Linked DNA regions of Mus musculus: regions 1, 2 and 3 are each linked to region 4. The links are chromatin contacts, called in public Hi-C and HiChIP or PLAC-seq maps. All regions are on one chromosome and are shown on one strand. The core of a region is the stretch at or near the end of the contact, and the rest is flanking DNA. Distances in the headings are between cores, read along the strand shown. Region 1 overlaps Foxn3 (forkhead box N3). Region 2 overlaps Gm19951 (predicted gene, 19951). Region 3 has its middle 29 kb from the start of Gm19951. Region 4 has its middle 18 kb from the start of Foxn3.

Region 1 (3,528 bases), core at 960-3,459, 140 kb after region 4:
TGGGGAAAAAGCGAGCTGAGCCTCCGTCTCTCTCAGCTGCCTGATGCTCTCTCTACCAGTGGGATTTCCCTGCCATGGTGGACCAGACTCTTGAACTCTGAGCCAAAGATCAACTTTTCCTTCCTTAAGCTACTTTTATTAGGTATTCCATAGGCAGGATGAGCCTGTGACACCGAGGTAGAAACTGGCAAGGCATAGCCAAAATAGGGGCCACTGGAAAGAGGAGGGCCACTGGAAGGAGGGCCTTGAAGGATGTTGGGAAGGGACTAGAAGGAAAAGACAACTTGAGCAGGTGGTGAAGGAGGACCCTAGGGGACGGGGAGGAGTGAGTGGGGTACACTCATGTTGCAGGGCGCCTCCAGTTTAGAAAAGCTGGAAAAGCAGGTGTAGGTGGAGTCAGGACAGATCATACTGTATTTTCTCAAAATGACTTGGTTTTTATGATTTAAGAGTTATTTATATTGACTTTAGTAAAAGAAAGAGTCGAAGTCCACTGCATCCAAAGGCTTTCTTGTTCTTGAACGCCACCATTGGAATCCATCTTGTTTTCTTCATCCTGCAGAATAAATGTTCACACATTTTTCTTGTAGTTCTTTATGTATGGAAAATTGACGAGGGCTAACCACTTTTGGATTTGAGTATTTTTTTTTTAAAATCATTGTGGGTAAAGCAATGTATTTTGCTACCACTCATCAAAAAGAAAGTGTCTCTAAGCAGGAGCCCACATTGTACGTACACACACACACACACACACACACACACACTGATCAGATGATCTAAGGCACAGTGTGGCACACTCAGGATCAAGCAGTGACTGTCTTATAAAACTGAATGGCTGCCTGGCTTCCATGGATTCGCTTCTAACAGTTAGAATAGGCCTTAACGTTGGAGGTCTGCTAAGACAAGAATTGGAGTCTGAAAGGAGATGCACCGTACAGTCCTTTTGGTTTGTGTATGCCACATCAAGCCAGCTGCCTGGGGGACAAAACACAACAGGTCCGAGGCTCTTTTCAGTCACCTCAGCAGAAGTGTTGCTAACGAGAGAATTATCTGCAATTAACGTGGCAGGCCATTGGCTCCTTCTCAGTTACTTTTGGATTTTTGCTGTTATTCCTTCCCAGTTTTTTTTTTTAAGTAAATTTGATAAATATATATTAAAGGTTGAAACCTAACCTTTCCATGTATGTAAGTGTGTATTGTAAAATAATGCTCACAATCAGGCTAATTAATGTTTCCCCCTCCCGTGTGTGTGTGTGTGTGTGTGTGTGTGTGTGTGTGTGTGTGTGTGTGTGTGTAAAGCTTAAGGCCTACACACACTTAACAGACTTAAGTTTATAGATGTTATTAGCTGTACTCACCTTTTTGCATGTGAGATCTTAAATCTCTCATCATAATTCCAAGTTTGCATCCTGCAACTGTTTTCTCCCACCTGCTCTGGTGTCCTTTCCAAACAGTCGCTGCCCTGGTCCTCGCTTCTGGACTTTTCAGCCACGGTGTCCTAAATCTTTAGTGGGTTTTTATTTGATCTGATAATCTCCATTTTATTTTGTTCCGAATAGAAATTTGTTCTTAAAAGGAAACAGATTAGTGTTTCAACTGTGGATAGGAGTGGGTGCTGTGTATCTTTTGGGAGGTGCAGCTCCTACGGTTTGTGCTTATTTCTGTTTCTTGCAAAGGAAAACCCATGCTAAGATTTTTCGTCCCACATCACAGAATTGCTGGAGTTGACAGGACTTTTCCGTGACCCAGTGTAGAGCTCCCCAAAGGGCTTGGTAGGACCACCTGCAGTAGACATTGGGATGCCCCTTTTGATTTTATGTGACTCTTTTCATGGTCAAAAATTGGGGGGAGTGCAACTCACGGTGTTTCTTTGTAGTACTAGAGAGTTCTCTACTTTACGAAACTGATACTTTAAAAAGTGATGGTACCCTAGTTATTAGCATAGTCTAAGGGATACCAGTTTGGAAGAAAACAAATACCTAAAATAGCGTGTCTTAAGTAATTTGTCACTCTGTGGTGGCGGTGAGATCAGTTTAGTGCCTGGGACTCTCTCTCTTTCCGAGAAATAATGGAGTCGGCAGCAGCAGATGTTGAGAGCTCGCTCACCGTAGGGCAGGGTTTTGTGCACCTTGAGTTTCAGTTATGTCTGTGTGCTTGTGTGAAGTCAGTCAGAACGAAACATCTATTTCTTACTCCAGAAGACAGCCAAAAGTTTCTGGAGAACACCAGTCTAATTCACTTCCTCTTTACATGGAAAAACACTTGAGTCTCCTGTGGGGGTTATGATCACTTGCAGAGGTCGACCAGAGAATCTGAGGCTTTTATCTTCTCTCTCCCCCTTCATTCAGCACACTGGCTAAGTACACTTAACACCTTGTTAAACGACATCAGTGCTGGTGCAAACAACCCAGAGGCCATCCGTAGGTGGTCAGGCAGAATGTGCACGGGGAAGCACTAGTCAGCCTTAAAAAGGACGTGCCGCAACGTGGATGAGCCGTGGAGACACTGTGCTAAACAGCCTAAGGAAGCCCGTCACAGAAATCTCCTCTGTAATTTTCTGTTTGGGATGATGCTCTGGAGACAGATAGGGGTAGAGTTGATTACACAATAGGAATGTCCCAACCGTCACCTAGCTGCACTTAAAAAAAAAAAAGTTCAGATGGCAGCTTCATGTTATGTATGTTTTAGCACCCTCCCTGGAAAAGGCACAAAGATTTTGTTTTGCGTTTTAGCACCCATCCCTTCCTTTGGTTCCACCCCTTTAGGGGTGCAGGTCCAGACAAGAGGATGCAAACAAGACAGGTTCCTTCCTCCTAGGGACCCCCAGAGCGCAGCATCCAGGGGCAGCCTTAAGGCTGGAATTCTCTGCCCACATCTCCACAGCTTGTCAGGCTGAGCCATGGTCTCATCTGCACTAGCGGTCATGATTGCAACCGTTTGTGTAGCGGTTCTCTTAGTTTCTCCATCCTTTGGGTGATGTTTTGCCCTAACCAGTAGACAAATGGCCGTAATCTCCGTTTATTCTTCCTTTTATAAGCTCTGCAGGCACTCTTGCAAATAGCAGCTGAGATGGCAGGTTCCTGGGCCTGAGTCACTTAGAGTGATTTCTCTGCAGATCCATCTCTGCTTTTGCCCTACTTTGAGATTGAGAATCAAAATAACTGGATGAACAGAAGTAGGCAGGGGCAACAGGCTCCTGGAAGTTGGATGTGTGTCTTTTCTCTGAGCCGAGTAACATGTTTGAGACTTTAATACAAAGCAGTTTCTGTGTGCATAAAGTTACCACAGCTTGGAGTCACCTGCCGGCCTTGAGGATTTTGGATACTTTCTTACTGCAAGCACTTCTTTGCTTTTGACCCCCCTCCCCCTCTACCAACCAGGTCTGTGTTTCCAGCAACCCTGCCAGAACCTCCGTAGCCCCCAGATCTTCCTCAATACAAAGCGCCCCCTTTGGCTCTGCCAGTGGTTACTGGGAGCTAAGGAGCTTCAGACATCATTTGTTACATTGAGACTGCCGTGATAATGACT
Region 2 (3,727 bases), core at 868-3,367, 180 kb before region 4:
CCATGATTTCAGGCCTCTGGCTTGGGGTGGAGAAGCTGGGAACACACACACACACACACACACACACACACACACACACACACACACACACTACACCACACCACACCACACCACACCACACCACACCACAAGCAGCAAGAACAGCAAGGTATGTCAGGAGAGGTGAATAAACTATCTGGAGTCCAGTAGCTTATGACCTGAGATGGCAAGGCATGGTTTCCTTGGCTTGGCTGCCAAAGGAAATCTGTCAGAAGGGATTGGAGGGTCACGGTGCAGAAGTGTTCTTGACCTACTATACCAAGAATGCAGGCCCTTAGACAGATGGCTGAAACCTCCTGGTGACAAGGTTGGCAGTATCAGTGCTTGGGAGGAGCACGAAGGATGACATTTAAATTGCAATCTCTGGGGGCCAGAGAGACAGCTCAAAGGTTAAGAACACATACTGCTCTTGCAGGGGACCAGAGTTTGAGTCCCAGCTCCCCTGCTCAACAGCTAATAACCATATTCAACGTCAGCTCCAGGGGAAACTGATGCCTTTGGCCTTGAAGAGCCGTTACACTCATGTGCACATACCCTCCCACAGATATACACACAGGCACATAGCTAAAGAAGATCTTAAGAATAAATTTCTGAGCCGGACGTGGTAGCGCACCTTTAATCCCAGCACTCAGGAGGGAGAGGCAGGCGGGTTTCTGAGTTCGAGGCCAACCTGGTCTACAAAGTGAGTTCCAGGACAGGCAGGGCTATACAGAGAAACCCTGTCTCAAAATAAAATAAAATAAAATAAAATAAAATAAAATAAACTTCTGACTGCATCTGTTTATCACATCACCTGATAATTATCTGCTGGATTTTGACTAGATAGGATGTACATTTGGACTTAAAATATAGACTTTAGGCTGCAGAGAAGGCTCCAAAAAGAGCTTGTCACATAAGCAAGAAGAGACTGGAGAGTTGGGATCTCCAGGTTCCACATTAATCCTGGCGTCCCTCCTGTAACTCCAGCTTAGAAGGCTGAGATGGAAACTCCAGAGCAGGCTATCCAGCAAGACTATCTGTATCTGTGTGCTCTGGGTTTGATTGAGAGACCCTGCCTCAAAAGAAAAGGAAGGAAAGGGACAAGAATGATTCCTGACATCAGCCTATGGCCTTACACATAAATGTGTGCCCCACACATGTACACATGTACACACACATACACACATATAAGAAAAAGAAAAATATGTAGACTTTTTCAATGAGCTTAAAATGCCCAGGTGCTTCTGGCATCAGTGTCCTGAAGCCACAGGCATCAACCATTGGAAGAAAACCAAAGTCAAGAAAGGACATCTAAGAGTAGAAAGAGAACTTTCAAGGGCTGACAGGGTTCCACGGCTGTCTCAAGAACAACCTCTCTGTGTGGGCTAGGAGACACTGGGTCTCTAAAGTGCACGAGGACCTCAGCTGGACCCCTAGAATCCATGTTAAAAATAAAATCGAGATGCAGTGGTTTATGCTTGTAATCCTGACACTGGGGAAACAGGGACATCAGAACCCTGAAGCTCACTGGCCAGCCAACCGAGCCTACTTAGTGAGTTTCAATCAGTGAGGGACTTTGTTGAAACATATTTTTGACTATCTACCTAAAAATACTTATAGTACATATGAGGAGGGGGGAGGAAGAGGAGGGGGAAGGGAGGGAGGAAGACAGGGAGGGAGAGAAGGGACGGAGAGAGAGAGAGATGAATTTTTCCCACTATCTGAGCTGACAATGCTCACTCCGAGAGCCATAGAGCACCTAACAAAACCTCCAACACCAGGCATGATAAGCCTTCTTCTGCGTTGTTGGACAGAGGTGTCCATAGAACTCCTAAAACGTTATAGGACGTTGCTACTGCCCATTCTTACATTCTTACCCCCTGGATACGGAAAGTGTGGCTGAAGAAACCGTGCATTTCTGTCCTGACCCGCAGGACTCAGTTATTCGTGGGATCCGAGGGGGACCATGACTGAAAGAGAAACAAGGGAGAAAGAAGGAGCGAGACTAAGCAATGGTTGTCAAGGTCTGTTTATTGTGAGCAAGGTTACAGAATATAAGCAGTAAGAAGGAGGAAGTAAAGAGGGAGAACCTTGCCTGTGCCTCAGCCTGGGGGGAGGGGTAGTTCTGCTTAACTGCCTGGGAACGTAGTATCTACTCTTAGCTCAGGGAACATTCTGTGGTTTTCCTCAGAAAGTTTGCAGATACTATTATCTGATCTTGATATTCTGTCAGCTGTCATTTCAAAAGGTCAGAAGTTTCTCAAGAAGGGAGGGGAACTTTGGCTTATGGCTCAGTGTCAGTCTCCAACATTTCCCTCTCTTTTATATTATAGATGGAGCATCTGTCTTAGGCTACATGATGTGCATCCACAACCAGCACCCGACATGGTTGGGTCTGAGGGTAGAGTCTCTGTCTTAGGCTATGCAAATGGCCTCCATACCCAGCACTGTCAATTCAGAGTGGGCTCCTGGATCATGGACTCGCAATAATCCTGTCATTGAGATGCTCTACAGCCTATCATGGGTGTGCCTCCTGGTATGTGGCATCATGCTATTCCTGTCATTGATGTCTCCATAGCTTACCAAAGCACCCTTGGTCGGGGCCTGGGTCTAGGACTGTGAAATCTAGGCCTACCGAAGGGGTGCCTGGGGGCTCAGCATAAGTATCTTGGCCAATGTCTCAGACTTCAAGGTGACACTGGCTTCTTAAAGGCGACACTGGCTTCTTAAAGGCTGCATCTATTTCTGATTTTACCAAATCTGTGACCTTCCTAAATGCCCAGGGTCCAAAAGAGATAAGTAAAAGAAATCCTATCCGGGGCAAGGAGGGGAAGGAGGTAAGGCAACACTCCATTCCAGACACTCCACATGGGATTGGCGAAGAGTTCTTGACGTCTTTTTTCTAGGTCTTCTTGGTGTTTTCTGATTCTGTCTCCGACGATCCCAGACTTGTTTGTATAGAAACAGCATTTTTCCTGTAAAGCTAAGCAGATACCTCCCTTGTCTGCAGTTAGTAAATCAAGGCCTCGTCTATTTTGTAGGACCACTTTTGCCAGGGAATCCACTTGATCTTGAAGATCTTTTACTGACCCTATAAATGATAAACCATATTAACGTCATCAATCAACTGTTGGGACAGCTCATTGTAAGTATCTAGAGCCACCCCATCTCCAGCAGAGCCAGTAGCCAGTGCCCCAGATATCCCTAATCCAACCAAAAGTGGGATAAGCTGAACAGCTCCTTTATGTCTGGGGGACAAACATAGCAAAACTGGGCAGAGGAACAGGCTCGTCTCCTCGTATAATCTCTATATCTGGCGAAAGTAAGGCCGGCACACAGGAACCAGTCCAATTTACAGGGAGAAAGGGGGAAGCCACGTTATCACCGCATACATACACTTTTCCCCCCGCACCCAAACAGCCTGAGGCAGAGAAGGTAACATAACTGGTGCATGAGATAAACATGGCTAGGCCAAGATCTGCATCAAAGGAATCATTCTTAAAAGAGCTATACATTAAGGTGGATACATTAAAATTGTTTGGTAAGAACTTAAAAGACCCCTTTTCTGGGGTCTGATGAGCGTCGGCATTGGGCGCCTTAACCCGGCGTTCGGTTCATCCCGCAGCACCAGTTCTGCTTACCAAAAGTGGCCCACTAGGCACTCGCATTCTACGCCCGGCTCCACGCCAGCGAGCCGGGCTTCTTACCC
Region 3 (3,401 bases), core at 730-3,229, 200 kb before region 4:
GTACAGGGAAGGGAAAGAACAAAGTTTGTAGGAATTTATCTCAGAATCCATGCTCAGTGCAAGAGTAGCATGGACCAAATGTTTTCTGCTCCCACTCAGAAATATGGCGATCAAAGCCCAGAAAAATTAAGTGTGTGTGTGTGTGTGTGTGTGTGTGTGTGTGTGTGTGTGTGTGTGTATTATATACCTATTTATGTGACCAAAAGGCATAATGGCTGAGCCTGTTGAACAGGTCAATACCTAGAACAAGAGGGACATCTGTAGAAAATGCATACACAGGCTTTCTGTCTTTTACCCTAAAAATTAGTTTGCTAAGACTCCCATAGAAAAAAATGAGTCACTTAAATAGCAAAAACACATTTCCTTACACTTCAATAGGCTGGAAGTCTGAATCCCAGCTTGTTGACAGCCTCTTTCTCTTATGTTTTCATGTGGCTTTTTCATGCATATAACTGTGTTTCAATTTTTTTCCCATTAGAACCCCATCTATCTTGGTTCTGAGCACATCTTCTAGACCTCATTCTCACCTCCTCAAACATCCCACATCCAAACTCAGCTGCATTCTAAGGCATGGGAAGGTTGGATCTTCAACTCAACTAGCACTCTGTGCTCAACCCACCACTGAGGACCTTGCCTGCCTTTATGAGTTTTCTACGGGCCAGAAAGATCGAACCCAAAATGAATCCCAAGTCAGTCTCTAGGACACTGGTTCTCAACCTTCCTAATGCTGTGACCCTTTAACAGGTCCTCACGTTGTGGTGACCCCAGTCATAGAACTATTTCATTATAACTTCACAGCTCTAATTTTACTACTGTATGAGTTCTAATGCAAATATTTGAGATAGAGGTTATCTCATACATGACCCCCAAAGGGGTCAGTCACCACCCACAGGTTGAGAACCGCTGCTCGAAAGGCTGGTGTATGGCAAAAGCTACCTACCCTTCCATCATGAATTCCTCACAGGCTAGTCTCTGTTTTGGGAAACTCAGGCTCATCTCGTGTGACTCCACTGTGGATGCAGTCACACATGCTTAGGACTTAGATAGTTTGTGCTGAGACTGGAGCCATGCAGTACTCAGATGAGGGCCGCCTGGGCTTCCTCCCAGATGTGACTACAGCCTTGAGAAGGACAGGCCAGTGTCAGCTTAGATTCTCTTAGCATTGTTTGCTGAAGCAACCTCTCTACAGGAAGAGGTCATCTCCAAGCTAACGGGAGAAGCTTCCCAATTCCTTGGAATACAAAACTTACTGAAAAGCCTTTTATTTTGATCAACATACAGACAATTAAGACAGTGTCTACGGATGGTTCTGGGCTCTTTGAAAATGATTTGTGTCTGGTTTCGAAGTCATTCAGCAGGAAAGAAAATCTTGCCTCTTACCAACTTTTTTTTTTAAAAAAAAAAATTCTCTTTCAGAAGTAAGACGTGTCCAGGGACACTGTTGTTCTGCGTTTTCATTGACTTTCTCTCTTGGCACGTATTGAGTCTCACAGCTTTAATTATCACTTATATACAGATGATATTCAAATTTACACTTCATTTCCAGCCCTTTCAGATGATGTCACCCTTTGCTTTGCCCCAAATTTGGCTCCCGTCTTGTCTTGGATGAGCCACAATTTTCTCTGATTGAATATGGATGAGGTTGAGGTTTTGCATTTCAGTTGTAAATAAACTCCAAAAGCATGGGAGTTCATTTACCCCATTGATATCCTGGCCTGACAGTGAAGGGCAGGGGTGCTCACAGTGACTCTGAATCATTCCCTACCATTCCACTTAGCTAAGGGATTCATCTCCACAAAACATCCAAAGACATTTGACAGTTGCTATCACTCCCAATTTTGGCCAGAACTCTGTATATCTTGTGATTGAAATTCTGCCACAGACCTTGGAAGATTCCCAAGAAGCCCTGTGTTTACGGTACACTAGGCGTCCGGCTGCCCTTCGGCCTTGCACTGTGTCTACAGTCCCAGGACGCATCCTTGAGACAGCTGTGCTTGGTTCTGTATGCACTGAATAAAACATCGTTTGTCAAACTCTTGGCCAGGTTCTCTACCTTCACATAAACTAGCTTTTCAAATCGCTTAAAATGACATAGTCTCCCTTTGAAAATACCCTTTCTATACTCTCTCACTACATGGTTAGAGGACACAATTGGAGATGTTGTTCTGCATAGCTCCTCTACACGTACAGAACATGTGACCTCACACAATGTGACCTCACACAACAACGTATATCTGAAAACCCCCGGGGTGATCTCATCCCAGGCATTAGTCCACAAGAGCCCGGCCCTTAATAAACAACAAGCACTCCATGAATACTCATTGAGATAAAGCCTGAGAGAATGAATTTGTAATCCTTTGACCCACTTGTGGGTTATGCCGCTGTTGTTATTTATATATATTTTATCTACCTCTTAGATTATTATGTAACTGTGTTTGTGTAATTATTATTTCAACCAGAACATATTGGAAAGCTCCATTAACATTACTGAAGGGTATAAAACGGAACGTTTGGAGTTGTCAATTAGCCGATTTGTCTTGTGTTGCTTGTCTTCATTATTTCCGAACAGCTAACGGTCCATTCAGCACATTTTAATTAAAAACAAACATATGTGGGTCTGCTGAGAACTCCAGTGTCTAGTGGCGTAGTCAGACAGGGATGGCAAGTTGTCTCTAGCACTGGCCATCTGATATCTTCCATCCATCTCAGCAGTAATCCCCCAGATCTAATTATGGGGGGGAGGGGGGGGGTGGCAGCTGCACTCCGTTAGGCTTTTCTTGATTTTTACAGAGATGTAGTTTTTTCAGCCCATTATGTGGGAGAAAATCGGCTGCTGCAGGGTCCTTTCCAAGTCGAAATCTCAGCATCCCGGGAGCTTTCTCCCAGTTATTTTCCACTGAGCCCCTCCCATTTGTTCTAGCCATGTGCTTCCGGCCTGGGGATATTCAGAGGAAGCGTCTAATCCTTAGCAGCGCAGCGTCTGCTATTTCAAGCGCATTCGGCATATTATTATGATCTGAAGGTATGCCCACTGAGTAGGTGTTCTTAGTATTGCATTATCTGCCTGCTTGGGTCACCCATCGCAGGGTCTACTCTTCAGCCCTGTATACTCAGAGTCTGCGGTCCATCAGGATCAGAAGAGGGGCGTGTCCTGGGTTCTTACCAAGGACACAGAAGAGAACGAGCTCGGGATGAGCTTATTTAAATCATAACTGTGGAAAACTATTCATTCACATGGAAGGGTCTAGCCAGATTGGAGTAACGGAGGAAGGACCCGGAAGCAGACCACTAAGGTCAGGTCCTGCTTGTCTTGCTCCCAGCGGTGTGAGTAGCAGCGGCATGCTGCCTGATATCACCGTGTTCCGAGTGGACGGGAAGGCAGGCCCACAGACGCCCCAGCT
Region 4 (3,565 bases), core at 1-2,500:
AGAAAGAACAGTTCGGCCAAGCCTTCGCTCCACTCTTGAATGATTATTGGGTCTTGGTTTTTAGATGTCAAATTCTCAAATTTCTCCAGTGTTTCCTGGCTTGCTAAGGACTGTCACAGAAGGCAGTCCTCATTTGTCACTGTTACTTTCTATCCATGGGGCAACTTGATCATTCTTTCCCCTGCCCGGCAGCTCCTTACGTTACCACCCTGGAATTCCACATGAGGTGGCTATGGTCTAGTGTGCTTCAGACCCTCACCACTGTGCTTTGAGGGTGACTTTCTGGAGTCTCCTCACTGGCTGCGGTATCAGTCGCTGCCCATGCCGCTCAAGGCAGATGGGTTAGGGACAGTAGTTGGTGAGGTGGGCTAGAGTCAAGCAAATACTACCATCAGAACAGTAACACTGTTGGCCATACTTTGTTAGGCTGCAGAGAAAAGATCTGGCTATTACAACCCCATCAGGAGGTAATTCATGTATCACACACCTCCCCACACCTGTTGTAATTCACTGCCTGAGATGGAGGTCATCCCAGATCTCAGATGCTGCTATCCTGGCGATGATGTGCGTGCTTGACCACGGGTTCATTTGTCTGCCTCAGGAGCTCTTGGAGAGCTTTGGGTGCTGGATCCAAGAGAGGGGCTCTGGGTCAGAGTTGAATTAATTGGGGTCAGAGGAGAGGGGTCCCTGGCTACAGATGCTGTGAGAAGACGTGTGCTTGGTAGGAGGAGTAGATTCTCACGTGTCATCTTAGGGACATGCCATGCCAAAGAGAGGATGTCTGTGAAGCCTCAGCTCCCAGACTCCCTCCAGACCTGAGGTTCTAGTTTGTTTCAGATGGAGGATGGGGTCAAGGGGAGGAGTAGAATAATGGTGGTGGCTAGACAGGGCTGAAGCAGAGGTGCCAGCCTTCTCTCCTGGAGCCACGGTTCTGGAATTATTCTCTTCCTGTCCTTCAGGGATGAGCGCATTCCCCTGTTCGCTGAGCTAATGGAGGTGTTTGCCCACTGAGAACCGTGGCCAGGTCAGATCCAAAACCAAAGCCCCTCCTCACCAATGTTGTGGTCAGGTTTCTCAGCTCTGTCACAAGTCCACATTCACTTCCTCCCCCGCCCCCGCCCTCCCAAGCATGGAAAACAAAGTACTCGGTTTTTGGACTCTTTTTGTGGTGACGTCGCCAGCCTGTACTTGCGGTGGTTTGGGTCTCAGACATGTGGCTTGGTGAGCGAGCCAAGCGCGAGGCGATGGAGTTTGTTCTTATGTGAGTTAGTGCCCTCTGCAAGCACGGAAGTGGATTAGCCGTGCACACGACCACACAGTCTTTTGTGTGGTCTCTGACGGAATGACCCAGTTAGAGGCCTGGCCCAGGGACAGATGGGCAGGGCTGAGGAGCTCTGACAGGGCTCCTTCCCAGTTCTGTTACAGGGGTCCCTCCCATCCCTCTCTGGGTGCACACCACCATCAGAGCCAGAGGGAGAGTCCCTGCCCGTGGGCTTGGCTTTTGCCCATTTCCTTTGTGGCTGCTCAGATAAACAGAAGGGTGCAAGCAGCGGATCCGATGAGCGTGATAGGAGAGATGATTGATTTCACAGCATTGCTGGTCGGGTTTGGAGGCAGCCATTGCGAGGCCCCGCAGCTTTTCATCCATGGTCACCAAACTTGAGCATTTTTTTTTTTTTTTTTTTAGGAAATCTCTTTGTGAATACACTCAATGTGGCCAGAGCCATCATCCCTCCCTTAGCAGTGACGCAGAGGACTGCTGGGCTCTATGTCCAGTAGCCTATCGAGAATCACACTTGAACTAGCCAGGCTGCCCTGGGAGGCTAGCCCCTGACGTCCTCGTGTAATTGTCTCACACATGGGCAAGTGGTTCGATCTATAAAACGTGTGGTTGCTACGAATGACTGTTGTTGGTAAGGAGAGCTGGAAGCATTCTCTTTTCTAGATTACCTTTCAAATATTCAAATCCATGCACCAGCAGCATATGGCTAGAATCCCTGCCGCACCCCCCAACCCCTCCACTCAGATGTCTTCCAATGTGCTTCAATGAATTCCAAAGCCACATCAGGTTTGCATTTTGAAAATGCCAACTGTATACTAACTGAATGTGAGAGATGAAGAAATCGTTCATATTTTTTTTTAAAGAAATGGTGTTTCTGCATTCATATAGAAACCAGCTGTATGGATTTCTTTCTCTTTTTTCTATCTTTTTTTTTTTTTAGCATAGTGGTTCATTTACATTTTGATATTGTTGAATAAATAATGTCACTGAGGGGTTCTTAGCTAATTTTCAGTACGGCAGACCACGGCTGGACCTGTCACGCCCCCTCAGCCTCCTCAAATTTAGGTCTAGAAGTACAACTCCATTTGCTGTCTTCCTTCCTTCCTTCCTTCCTTCCTTCCTTCCTTCCTTCCTTCCTTCCTTCCTTCTTTTCGGAGGGATTTGAGACAGGATTTCTTTATGTAGCCCTGGCTGTCCTAGAACTCACTCTACTGTAGGCCAGGCTGCCCTCGAACTCACAGACATCCAACTGCCTCTGCCTCCTGATTGCTGGGATTAAAGGCCTGCACCACCATAACCTGGCTGTAACTCCATTTTCTTGTTGCTGGGGGTTGAGCTTAATTTGCGGGTGCTCTTTCTGCTTTTGTTTCTTGCTGGCTGTATTGATGGCTGTTCTTGTTCCTTGACAGGATGCCTCGGGAAAGTAACTTAAGGATTTGAGGATACAGTCCATTATTCTGGGGAGGCAGGACAGCAGGCACAGGTCTTCTTGTGGCAGCAGGAATGTGAGGCAGCTGGTCATATCGCATCCACAGTCAGCAAACAGTGACGGATGCTGCTGCTCCATCTGCTCGCTCCTTCCTATTCACTCTGAGACCCCAGTTTTGGTGACATCTGGGACCCTAGCCCACAGGGTGGTACCTCCCTCATTCAGGATAGGTGATCCTTTTTTTCAGTTAAACCTTTCTAAAGATGCCCTCATAGCTATGTATCCAGATGTGTGTTTCCATGGTGATCCTAAATCCCGTCAAACTGACAATGAAGACCAACCATCATGCTGGGTAGATTGCTGAGCATTTTAGGAGGAATAAAAGGAGGCTTTTATCAGATGAGTTTTCCTGAGGTTCAGAGGAAGTGAGCCTGAACGTGTCTATTTAGAATGATCATGGCTAGCACAGACACCACCCCGTAAATGTAACCTTGACGGCAAGCTGGACCAGGCGAGGGTCTCCTCCGGTCACTGGTAGCTCAGAGGGCTTTTTAGACCTTGGGATGCTCTCTCATGAGGCGCTACACTCCTCGGAGCCCCTCTCCATAGATCATGCCTTTTCATATTATTGATACACTCACTGTCTTTGTATCTAAGTCATTGCCTATTGTAAAATGCAGTGGTCTTGGGTACCACTGGAGACAGAGGCCTGTTAAGAAATCAGGGGCACTCGTTTCTGACAGTTCTTAGCAGGATGTGTTCCCAGTCGATGGAACACATTTTGAGGACAGCACTGAGTTGCATTAGGGCAGCTGAGAATAATGTAAAAGTTCGCTATGTCTTAAAAGGCAGCC

Evidence for each region. A called contact is a pair of places that touch in the nucleus more often than the background predicts. HiChIP or PLAC-seq counts read pairs in DNA pulled down with a chosen protein or histone mark.
Region 1: a contact with region 4 is called in a BATF HiChIP or PLAC-seq map of CD8 T cells, with 8 read pairs. The contact joins two enhancer-like sites. A contact is called at or near these places in 1 of 39 promoter capture datasets (hippocampal neurons), 2 of 484 Hi-C or Micro-C datasets (embryonic stem cells and muscle stem cells), 3 of 115 datasets of contacts at active chromatin or transcription factors (CD8 T cells, fibro-adipogenic progenitors and memory CD8 T cells) and 1 of 9 other capture datasets (adipose tissue).
Region 2: a Hi-C map of B cells shows a contact between it and region 4, with 1.8 times the contacts expected there. The contact joins two enhancer-like sites. A contact is called at or near these places in 7 of 484 Hi-C or Micro-C datasets (B cells, CD8 T cells, LSK cells and 4 more), 4 of 115 datasets of contacts at active chromatin or transcription factors (CD8 T cells, bone marrow-derived macrophages, embryonic basal ganglia and 1 more) and 2 of 9 other capture datasets (adipose tissue and pancreatic islet).
Region 3: a contact with region 4 is called in a Hi-C map of muscle stem cells, with 1.5 times the contacts expected there. The contact joins two enhancer-like sites. A contact is called at or near these places in 2 of 484 Hi-C or Micro-C datasets (muscle stem cells and nephron progenitors) and 1 of 9 other capture datasets (liver).

The regions. Positions count from the first base shown.
Region 1 is chr12:99,324,967-99,328,494 of GRCm38.p6, reverse strand. All of the region lies in intron 3 of Foxn3 (forkhead box N3), which reads left to right. It overlaps Gm46371 (a long non-coding RNA gene), which reads left to right. Exons shown (of 2, transcript XR_001780668.2): 1 at 1-3,528. Among named protein-coding and RNA genes, the nearest start is that of Gm46371, 4.0 kb to the left of the region's middle. Within about 2 kb of position 2,209, at least 40 of the 459 cell types and tissues checked have an H3K27ac peak or open chromatin away from gene starts, as enhancers often do. A contact at or near this core is called in CD8 T cells, where this site is marked.
Region 2 is chr12:99,645,526-99,649,252 of GRCm38.p6, reverse strand. Gm19951 (predicted gene, 19951) reads right to left here. Exons shown (of 2, transcript NR_166738.1): 2 at 2,032-3,109. Among named protein-coding and RNA genes, the nearest start is that of Gm19951, 4.3 kb to the right of the region's middle. Within about 2 kb of position 2,117, at least 65 of the 459 cell types and tissues checked have an H3K27ac peak or open chromatin away from gene starts, as enhancers often do. A contact at or near this core is called in B cells, CD8 T cells, adipose tissue and 2 more, where this site is marked.
Region 3 is chr12:99,670,184-99,673,584 of GRCm38.p6, reverse strand. No RefSeq gene overlaps it. Among named protein-coding and RNA genes, the nearest start is that of Gm19951, 29 kb to the right of the region's middle. Within about 2 kb of position 1,979, at least 62 of the 459 cell types and tissues checked have an H3K27ac peak or open chromatin away from gene starts, as enhancers often do. A contact at or near this core is called in muscle stem cells, where this site is marked.
Region 4 is chr12:99,465,901-99,469,465 of GRCm38.p6, reverse strand. It overlaps a transcript of Foxn3 not described here. Among named protein-coding and RNA genes, the nearest start is that of Foxn3, 18 kb to the right of the region's middle. Within about 2 kb of position 1,250, at least 149 of the 459 cell types and tissues checked have an H3K27ac peak or open chromatin away from gene starts, as enhancers often do. A contact at or near this core is called in B cells, CD8 T cells, adipose tissue and 3 more, where this site is marked.